2 separate regions of the Zea mays genome follow, and region 2 is linked to region 1. The links are chromatin contacts, called in public Hi-C maps. All regions are on one chromosome and are shown on one strand. The core of a region is the stretch at or near the end of the contact, and the rest is flanking DNA. Distances in the headings are between cores, read along the strand shown. Region 1 holds the start of LOC103635101 (protein ABC transporter 1, mitochondrial). Region 2 holds the start of LOC103635104.

Region 1 (5,117 bases), core at 155-2,654:
AGTAAGGGGTACCCTAGTTTCAGGATACCGACAGGTTCCTTGGAACCAAAATCGACATGACCTTTGGGGCACTTGCTAGCAGCCTAATTGGTATATGCCATCTTATGGACAAAAAGATATAAGACTTACAAGGTAAGATTCCGAATTGAATAGATGAGTATGGATGAGTTAACAATAACCTTTTGACAAAAACACATATTTAGGCGATTTTTTTTCTATTGGCTAGATCTGTTCTAGGCTCACGTCCTATAGTTAGCACGACTCGAATACCACTTCTATTACACACGATTTTAAGAACCAAACCGAATTCTCACTATACATGTGCTAGGATTGCAATGACATGCATAGCGTCATCATATAGTGCATATACAAAAAAAACACATTGCTTTATTAATATCGAATAATAACGTTGCAAAATCAATTGTCTTAATGAAATGAATGAATGCGAAAGGACCTCTAGCCTAGTGGTTAAGGCTTTCGAGTAGCACCTCCATGTCTTAGGTTCGATTCCACCCGGGACAAATTTTCGGGCTTGGTGTGGCTCATCGAATAATAACATTACAAAATCCCCTTGTTGTGGCTCATCCACTCTTAGGTTACGATGTCCTATGCGCCACCCTCCGGTTGGGGCATTGCAAAGTGGATGGTTGACGTCGACCCATTAGTGATAGAAAAGCCAAAGTTCGATGATTTTTTCGGTTAGGACCATTATTTCGGTCTTTTCTTAATATGGTGCTGGTTGGGCGATCATTCTTTCCCGACCGAATTTTTAATGAAATGAATAAATTAAAAACACCAATAGATGACTCTACTGCCGTTTCTTATATCAATTAGATATGATCCTCAAGCGCATAGTCTTTTAACCAAGAGTATTCCAGTGTATATAAATCCATAAGGAAGAAGAAATAAAGTAATATAGAATAGATAGAACCGAGCAGTAAAGTAAAACCAGAGTATTCCAAGCTATATATAAAAATATATTCAAATGTTGAATATGTAGTTAAGATAATATCATGTGCATTTACCACATCATTATTATTTGAAGATCGGGTTCCCAATTAATAATTAGTTTATTAGCTGGGTTGGACAACTAAAATCAGCTAAAACTTACAAAAATAGTATTTCTCTCTATCCTTTCAATGTAGTCCGCAGTCTCCACTCCATACTGACCATGCAGGACACTATCAAAAGCTATCAACTAACTTATTAGATGCTGTTTTATTTATGAAATGTAACGTGAATGATAATGATTTACGTTTAATAATGATAATGGTTTACGTTTGAGGCCGGCGGTAGCCATTGTCGTGGAAGCAACTAGACCACTGATGGGCTTCGGCCTAGCTAACAAGCCACGTAGGCGGCCCACAACAAAGTGAAACTTGTGAGGGGCCCAACACCAAGCGGTGCCGTGCCCGTGCGAGTCTCACCGCGCTTGCCCCGCCTCCGCGGACCACGCAGCTCCGCTCTGGTTCCTGGTCCAGGGGCCTTCCACGCCTTCCCTTTCCATGGCGTCCAGGGATCTCCGGCGCCTGCTCGACGGTGTCGCCCTCGTCGCGCGCGAGGCCACGCGGGGTACCTCCCTGCGTGATGTCCTCAGGTCTGCGCTCCTTGCCACCACCGACCTCGCCGGCCTCACCAGAGGCACCCCGCGCCGTCCGCCGCACCCTCCAGGCGCAGGACCGCTGCCCGCCACCGAATCCTCCCGCCCCTCCTCCGTCGTGTACTTCTCCCACGATGAAGCCACGGCGTCGCCGCAAGATCATGCACTGGAGCGTCCGCCGCCAGCGCAAGAGGCCCCGCACCCCGCGCGGACGCAGGAGACCGTCCGAACTGGTACAACCGCCTCCGTTGCAGCCGAACCTGCTGCCGTCGCGGCGGACAGGCCCGAACCTGCGGCACCTCCTCCCGATCCCTCGCCTTTGCCCCAACAGGCGCCCCCTTTGGCCTCAGCGGCGCCTGGGGAGAAGAGGAGGCGGCTGCGGGAACGGAAGGTTCCATCCACGCCCTTCACCAGAGCACTCGGGTACGGTATTGAACTCACATCCATCTCAACTGAAATTTAAAATAATGCACGTTTGTTTCAGTTTGAGTCTGCTCATCTGAATTGGAGATGATGAATGATTTGTGTCTTTTTTTTTTTGGTGATGTGCCGGTACAACTAAGGTTTGCAGGACTGGGCGCCGGGTTAGCGTGGGGCACTGTTCAGGAGTCGGCCCGTCGGGTAATGTATGGCACCCCGGTGGACACAGAGGGCAAGCGATCAGCGCTCTCCCCATTCTTGTCTGATCAGAATGCCGAGCGTGTTGCACTTGCGCTCTGCAGGATGCGGGGAGCAGCGCTCAAGGTGGGGCAGATGCTGAGCATCCAGGACGAATCCCTTGTACCTCCGCCGGTAGGATCTTAATTTTGATGCCACAGTTTTAGTCCATCCTTTTGCTTAATGCTTCGTTTGCCATAGCCTTGTGATGTCCACCAAGTGTATTCAAATTGATCTTTGACCAACTTAATGTAGGTGTTAGCAGCTCTTGATATTGTTCGTCAAGGTGCTGATGTTATGCCAAGGAAGCAGCTAAATTCAGTCCTTGATGCCGAGCTTGGTCCTGACTGGTCCTCCAGGTTGAGGAGTTTCGACTATGAACCGCTAGCTGCAGCTAGCATTGGCCAGGTTGGTTCAGCAGCGAAAGTTGCCCTACCTATGTAAAAAATCCACCAATTGTGAAATTTGAGCATTTATCTTAGCACTCTATTATACTAAGTATGTTGTTGTGTGCTGCTCTCTCTGTTAAAGTGTTAAGCATATCCTTTATTTATATATCATTTCTTTTTTCTTTCAACCAGGTCCATCGAGCAGTTTTGAAGGATGGATCAGATGTTGTCATGAAAATACAATACCCTGGGGTTGCAGATAGTATAGAAAGTGATATTGAGAATGTTAGGCTACTTCTAACTTACACAAATCTCATTCCTAAAGGTCTTTTTCTTGATAGAGCTATGAAGGTAAATATTTTTTTTCTTCATTATTTTGATAAAATATGGATTATTCATCCTGTTCTTTTTTTTCATTGTCTTATTTCTGCCTGCTGTCACAGCACGCATTTGTGTTTTTGTTCTTTCTTCTGTTAAAATTATAATTGTTGTGCAAACATAAACTAGATTGTACTGTGAAGTGCTGCACTTATGAGTATGTTAAGCTCTTTTCTGTATGACATGAACAATAGTTGGTCTTTACTTGATATGCAAATGAAAAGGAAACCCAAAAACATTTATGGAATTTTCAATTGTCACATCAAGCAAATTGCTCTCTTTATTGTCTCTTTTCATAAATTTTATAATCTGTTAACCACACATACTGGTCATACATTGATATTTTCCGTATTTTATGTTCTATTCTGGTAATAGCGTAAAAAGCACTTTGATGCAATCTTATGAACATAAAGAATAAGCTCTTTGATATTCATGTTATACAATTCAGGTGGCAAAGCAGGAGCTGGCAAGGGAGTGTGATTATGTGCTAGAAGCAAGTAACCAGAAGCGTTACAAAGAATTGCTATGTGATAGTGATGGTTATAATGTCCCAAAGGTCATTGATCAATTGTCTAGCAGGAAAGTGCTGACCTCGGAGTTTGTTCCAGGTATTTCTACTTATTCTGAGCAATAATGCTATTTTTTTTGCCTTGTATTTATTCTTTGATGTTACCAGTTAATAACGATGACAATCTGCTGATCTCTGTTCAACTGTTATTTGTAATAATCCCGGAAATTTGCATGTGATACTTGTTAATGTGGCTTATCCATTTCAACTTCCTTGTGTAAACGTTGAGCATGAAATGTTGGCATGAATGTGTGTGAGTTTTCCTGCCTCTTCCATTGCCAACACTAACTGTACAACCAAAGAGAGAGGTGAAGATGCTTATTATGTTGTTTATGAGCCTGATTTATTTTGCAATTTGGATTCAAACATATATTTTCTGCTGTACTTTGTAATCCATGCCAGCAGTTTTTCATGAATTGACTCATTATATTTATATGTTTACTGGAGATCCTAACAGCTTCATCTACTTACTGGTTCAGGCATTCCTATCGATAAGGTGGCTCAGTTAAGTCAGGAAACCCGCAATTATGTTGGTTGTAAACTGCTTGAGCTTACAATAAAGGAGTTGTTTGTCTTCAGATTCATGCAGGCATGTGCCGGCTCTCATCCCATCTGCTAAATTCCTAAATAACTAGTAGTTAGAGTTGTCTTGTTTTATAATTAGCATCATGCTAAAATTCCATCAATTGATAATTTATGGTGCTCGTTGTCAACACTGGAAACCTTTAATGTAAACTACTCTTTTATGCTGATCTTTAATTACTACTAGTCTACTACTTTGGTGCAGACGGATCCAAATTGGAGTAATTTTCTGTATGATGATGCTACAAGGAAATTCAATCTGATAGATTTTGGAGCAGCCCGTGATTTTGCAAAACACTTTGTAGATGATTATCTACGAATGGTACAAAAAATTGCAGTGCACACTTTGAGTGTCTCAGAGTCCATTATCAGAATTTTGCCATATTTATTGTTTTCAAGATGGTTGGTTTCTGATTTATATTGTATTGTTTCTCAGGTAGTTGCCTGTGCAAATAGAGATCGGACCGGTGTCTTAGAGATGTCCCGCAGACTAGGATTCCTTACTGGGGAGGAACCAGAAGTCATGCTGGATGCTCATGTCCAAGCAGCCTTCATTGTTGGTGTGCCGTTCTCAAAGCCAGGCGGTCACGATTTTCGAGCGAATAATATCACGCATAGTGTTTCCAATCTTGGGGCCACCATGTTGAAGCACAGGCTGACCCCACCACCGGATGAAGTGTACAGCCTCCATAGAAAGCTGTCAGGTGCATTCCTTGCCTGCATCAAGATTGGGGCAGTTGTACCCTGCAGAGAGATCCTGTTCCAAGTTTACGAGCAATATAATTTCAGCGACGGCCATTCAGACGTTGAATCTAGTGCTGGATAGTAGGGTCAAAGAAATTCGTTTTCGATGTCTTATGTAACTGAAATACTCCCTCTGTTTTCTATTTATTTATCGCGTTTTAGTATAACTGACTTGAGCTACAAATATTCGAGAACGGAC
Region 2 (4,997 bases), core at 2,442-4,941, 210 kb before region 1:
TCTATCTCCATCAGGACTAGAAAGCTCTACAGTTCCTCTAGCACAATGTATTACTGTCTTCCACTGTTTTAACCAGTTCATGCCAAGGATTAATTATATGGTACTCTCTTCTAGCACTACAGGCATAGCCCAGAATTTCCTTCCCAGTATTGTTACTTCTATTTTATGACTCATATATGTTGCCTCATTAGGTCCCTTAGGTGTGATGACTACCATAGGTCTACACATAGCGAGGTAAGGTAGACTATTTGCATTAACATAGCGAGCAGATATGAATGAATGTGAAGCTTTAGAATAAAAAAGTATAGACGCTGGCATGGAATTAATGAAGAACATACCAATGACGATGTTAGAACCATCAGCAGTAGCTTCAACACTGATTTGATTAACCCTAGCAATATTATATCCATGGTTGCTCGATGGAGTCTTAGTGTGCTTGCCCTGATTACTGCCTCGAGCTGGAGTGTTGGGGTTCCTCTTAGGACAGACATTGGTGTAGTGCCCAACCTCACCGCACTTGAAGTAGGTAGTGCCAGTAGCAGTGTTCTGGCTAGGAGGTCTCACCGGGGTGCCAGCTGGGGCAGCCTGACGAGGATGGGGAGTCTAAGGTGTGGCCTGAGGTGTCTGCTGAATAGGGCGCTGGTGAGACTACTGCCCTCCTCCAGGACGAGCAGGTGTACCTTGGGGTGGAGCATAGCAAGGACGAATGTTGCTGCTCCCCTGGCCCTGGGTGATGGCATTCCTCTTCATCTTGCCAAGCTAAACATGTTTGTGTTCAAATGCTATGGCCTTGTCCAGAAGCTTCTGGAAAGATGGGAAGGTGTGAGACATCAGCTGGTACTGGAGTGGCCCAATAAGTCCCTCCAGGAACTGTTCTTGCTTCCTCTCATGCTCATCAACCTCCTCTGGAGCATACCTTGACAGCTGAATGAATTTATCTATGTATTCATTCAATGTTATATTCCCTTGCTTGAGGGAGAGGAATTCCTTCTTCTTGATCTTCATCAGCCTAGTAGGAATATGATAATTCCTGAAATTAGCGGAAAACTCTACCTAGGTGATGGCAGCGGTGTGAGCATCACAATAAGAATCTCACCAGTCTACAGCGGGGCCAGTGAGGCGACCCGATGCATAGAGAACTTTCTCCCTATCGGTGCACTGAGCGATATTAAGCATTTTCTCCACTGTCTTCAGCAAATCATCTGCCTGTAGTGGATCTGGAGAGCTGGAGAAGGTGGGTGGCTTATGAATCATGAACTCCCGGTGCTTATCCCTAGGTGGTGGTTCTGGTGGTGGAGGTGGTGGCTGCTGTCGGTCTTGGCGGAGCTGAGCTTGCATCTCCGCCATAGTATTAGCCATCTGCTGCGGCTGCTGCATCTGAGCGGCAACCACGACATAGGTCCCAGCAGGCGGAGGATTCAGAGGAGGATTCATCTCCGGTTGTGAATTGACAACTGCCCTCCTTCGACAAATACGAGCTGGTAGATCGATAACGCCTCCCTTTCTAGTATTGACCATCTGGGTTAGAAACACATGGTAAGATAGATTTGCAGATAAGACGGATAAGTACGATACACCCAACTTTTAGGTCATGATCTCTTTGGTCATAATAGCTCAGTAGATTAGAGTGTCACCTACTTAATACTAATACATTACCCTATGGTGGTACATGCTAGGATGCCCTATTATACTATTTCACTCATTCAAAGAAGCAAATTAAGCAATTATCATCAGAACAAACACTTAAATATTGATAAAAGAAAATATATTGTGTCTTAGGTCTCCTATCTCTTTAGGGATTCGTAAATATAGGATTTCAAGGTGTGAAATCCTTTCTGCCTTTTTGGAGTAGAAACGATAAGAGTAGTTAGAGTAGAACAACCAAATGTGAGACAAGATCAAGAAAAGTATGGAAAGAATCAGAGTAAAAGTAAGTAGGTAAAGGTTTTGTTTAGTTCTATCTAGATTTCGTCCTACAGTCAACATTCATCTGATACCACTTCTGTCAAACCTGGATTTAAGGACCAAACACGGGTGCATCTCATATGTGCGCCAAAGAAGAACAACACATATAATGACCAAGTGTATAGAGATAAATGTCACAAACTTTATTACATAGAGGAAATGTCTTACAAAAATAAATGATAATAAATAAATCGAACTAATATTATTTCCTTGGTGCCATTAAGCTGTCTGAGAGACGCCACCTAGACCTCGTCGAACTCCTCATAGTAGTCCTCCTCCGGAGCCACCTGCTCTTCACATGTGTGTGTGTGAGGTTATCAGAAGGGTGAGCTCACAAAAGTTCATCGCTCAACAAGTGTGGAGAATAATGTGCATGAGTTCACTTACGGTGTGGGCTCACGTGAAGTGTAAGACTTATTAACAAATAATGGTTAAAGCTGAACATTGCTTTAAATAAGTTCAACTTTTGTTATCAATTACTAAATGTAAGTATATACCATCCCACAATAGTAAGAGATCAAAAATAATAATAAAACCCACAGTGCAATGCATATGACATATTAAGTTTACTTTCATAAGTTAATCATGCGATAGTCCTGAGTCGCTCTTAACCGCGAGCACGACTGATATACCAGTTTTAACACCATAATTTTATCATGAACACTAAACAATAGAATCACAATAATAAAGCATGATCATGAATCATATTTATCTTAACACCCAAAACCACATAGAGCAATTCGAGACACCACTTTAAGACATTGTTGGAGATGCTCTTAGGACAATATTGGTTCTTACACCTATAACTTCACCAAATATTACAAACATCTCTAAGATTGCATCCAGCAGATCGTGTATATGGCCATATAAAACATTGTTTTTACAGTGTAAACACCATTGTTTACAAAAAGTTTAAAATATGAGATGTGATGGGAGATGAGATAGGAGATCTCCTAGAGATCGCCCAAGTTGAGTGTACTTCGGTAGGGTAAAAACATACATTTTTTGCGAAAGCAAATAAATATATATTCTTAATAATCGATTGCCGGTTAGAGGGAATCCGGAGGTAACATGGAACTTCACATAACCACAATGTGAACAATATGCTTGTCTCGTCGAGGTAGAACGACGATGAGCTCACCACCACAATTCACAGCTTACAAAGAATTGGTAAAAGTCATAGAAAATGTAAATTGAGTTTTTTGGTTAGCCCAAATGTAGGAATCCTGAGGAGAGATGTTTATATTCATCATGGATTCAAATGGTGTCAAAAGAGGCTGAGACAGATGTAACAGATCTGGTAGCAAACGGCGAGTACAAACCTGTGAAGCAACTGTAGCAGAACCAAACGGATGACAATGTCAACGCGACTGTAACTTGCAGGTTGACCACTGCATGAAAAATAAAACCACAGTAGGTCCATCCAACCGTGGGTTCATTCTGTAAAAAACCGAAAGGGGGAGAAAGGAAACTCAAACTATGGTAAAACCAAAACCAGGGGCAGCCCATTCCGGGCAGCTGTTTCCCAATCCAGTCCTCTACAGGCAGTATCGGATCTTGTGTGCTCACCTGACACCCCCACCAACCGAAACAGTACCACGCACACGTAAAAGCGGGGAGCGCCGCTGCGCAGGGGATCCCAGGCGGTATTGCGGGACCGTGGGCTCCCACCGCTGGAAACGGTGAGGCGCGGGGCTAAAACCGAGTACTTGTGCGGCTGAAGCGGTCGCAGCCGCACGGACGAAACCGCGGCGATCGCCCACACAGCTCCCCTCCAATAAAAACACCCACCTTGCTGCCGATTTCGGGGGCGGGAGTGCCAAGTGGTTTCTAGAGCTGGGTAGAGATTGGCGGTTTGCCGATGGGGAGAGGCGACGGGGAAGGAGGGATGGCGACGCGGGGCGGCGTGGTTGGGTCGGGGGCAATGCTGGGGCTGGACATGCACCTCGCCGCGCAGCAGATGCACCCGGCCGCCGCCGCGTTCCAGCACCAGCAGGACCACCACCACGATGGGTTCCAGCTGCAGCAGCCGCCCCCGCCGCCGTCGTTCTCGCCCTACTCCAACACGTCGTCGTCCAGGGTCGTGGTGAGCGCGGCGACGGTGGGGCACGATGAAGACACGGTGGGCAACGGCTGCTGCGGGAAGGGAGGAGTGGTGGTGCAGCAGCAGCAACAGCAACAGATGGCGGCGGCGGGGTGCCCGTGGACGAGGATGAAGTGGACCGACGACATGGTGCGCCTGCTCATCAGCGTGGTCTACAGCGTTGGGGATGACTGGGAGGGCGCGGCAATGCCTGGCGGCGCGGGGGGAGGCAAGGCGAGCAGGGCGGGCTCGTCGGGGCACGGCCACGGTCATGCGGCGGCGGCGCAGCAGCAGAAGAAGGGCAAGTGGAAGTCGGTGTCGCACGCCATGATGGACAAGGGCTTCGTGGTGTCGCCGCAGCAGTGCGAGGACAAGTTCAACGACCTCAACAAGCGCTACAAGCGCGTGGTCGACCTGCTCGGCCGCGGCCGCGCCTGCCGAGTGGTCGAGAACCACGCGCTGCTCGACGCCATCGACGAGCTCACGCCCAAGGCCAAGGACGAGGCGCGCAAGCTACTCAGCTCCAAGCACCTCTTCTTCCGCGAGATGTGCGCCTACCACAACAGCGGCGTTGCCGGGGGCTCGCACCTGCCGCCGCACGCCGGCGGCGGCGCGGCGGGCGACGCCGCCTGCCTCCACCACCCGCCGCCGGTGCCCGTGGCCGGCGCAGCCTCGTCCGCCGCTCGCCACTACCAGGCAGCCCCGTCCCCGCCGTGCATGAAGGACTCCTCCGCCGACGTCGCGGACGATGAAGACGACAGCGACGCCGTGAGCGACAACGGCGAGGAGGACGAGGACGACTACGACGAGGAGGACGACGGTCACATGTACCACAGCCACCTCACCAGTCGTCAGCACAGCGGCGGCGGCCGCCGGCGCGGCAAGCGCGAGCATGGCGAGGATAGCGCCGCGGCCGAGGACCTCGAGGACGAGGCGGCCGGCGGTGGGA

The links. A called contact is a pair of places that touch in the nucleus more often than the background predicts.
Region 2: a contact with region 1 is called in a Hi-C map of bundle sheath, with 2.7 times the contacts expected there. The contact joins the promoter of LOC103635104 here to the promoter of LOC103635101 in region 1. A contact is called at or near these places in 2 of 25 Hi-C or Micro-C datasets (bundle sheath and leaf).

The regions. Positions count from the first base shown.
Region 1 is chr8:39,872,354-39,877,470 of Zm-B73-REFERENCE-NAM-5.0, reverse strand. LOC103635101 (protein ABC transporter 1, mitochondrial) reads left to right here and starts at 1,404. Exons shown (of 8, transcript XM_020542570.3): 1 at 1,404-2,023; 2 at 2,164-2,392; 3 at 2,513-2,665; 4 at 2,839-2,997; 5 at 3,473-3,632; 6 at 4,072-4,181; 7 at 4,380-4,496; 8 at 4,611-5,117. The coding sequence starts at 1,506. The coding sequence ends at 5,000.
Region 2 is chr8:40,088,463-40,093,459 of Zm-B73-REFERENCE-NAM-5.0, reverse strand. It overlaps LOC103635104, which reads left to right and starts at 3,691. Exons shown (of 1, transcript XM_008657648.4): 1 at 3,691-4,997. The coding sequence starts at 3,827.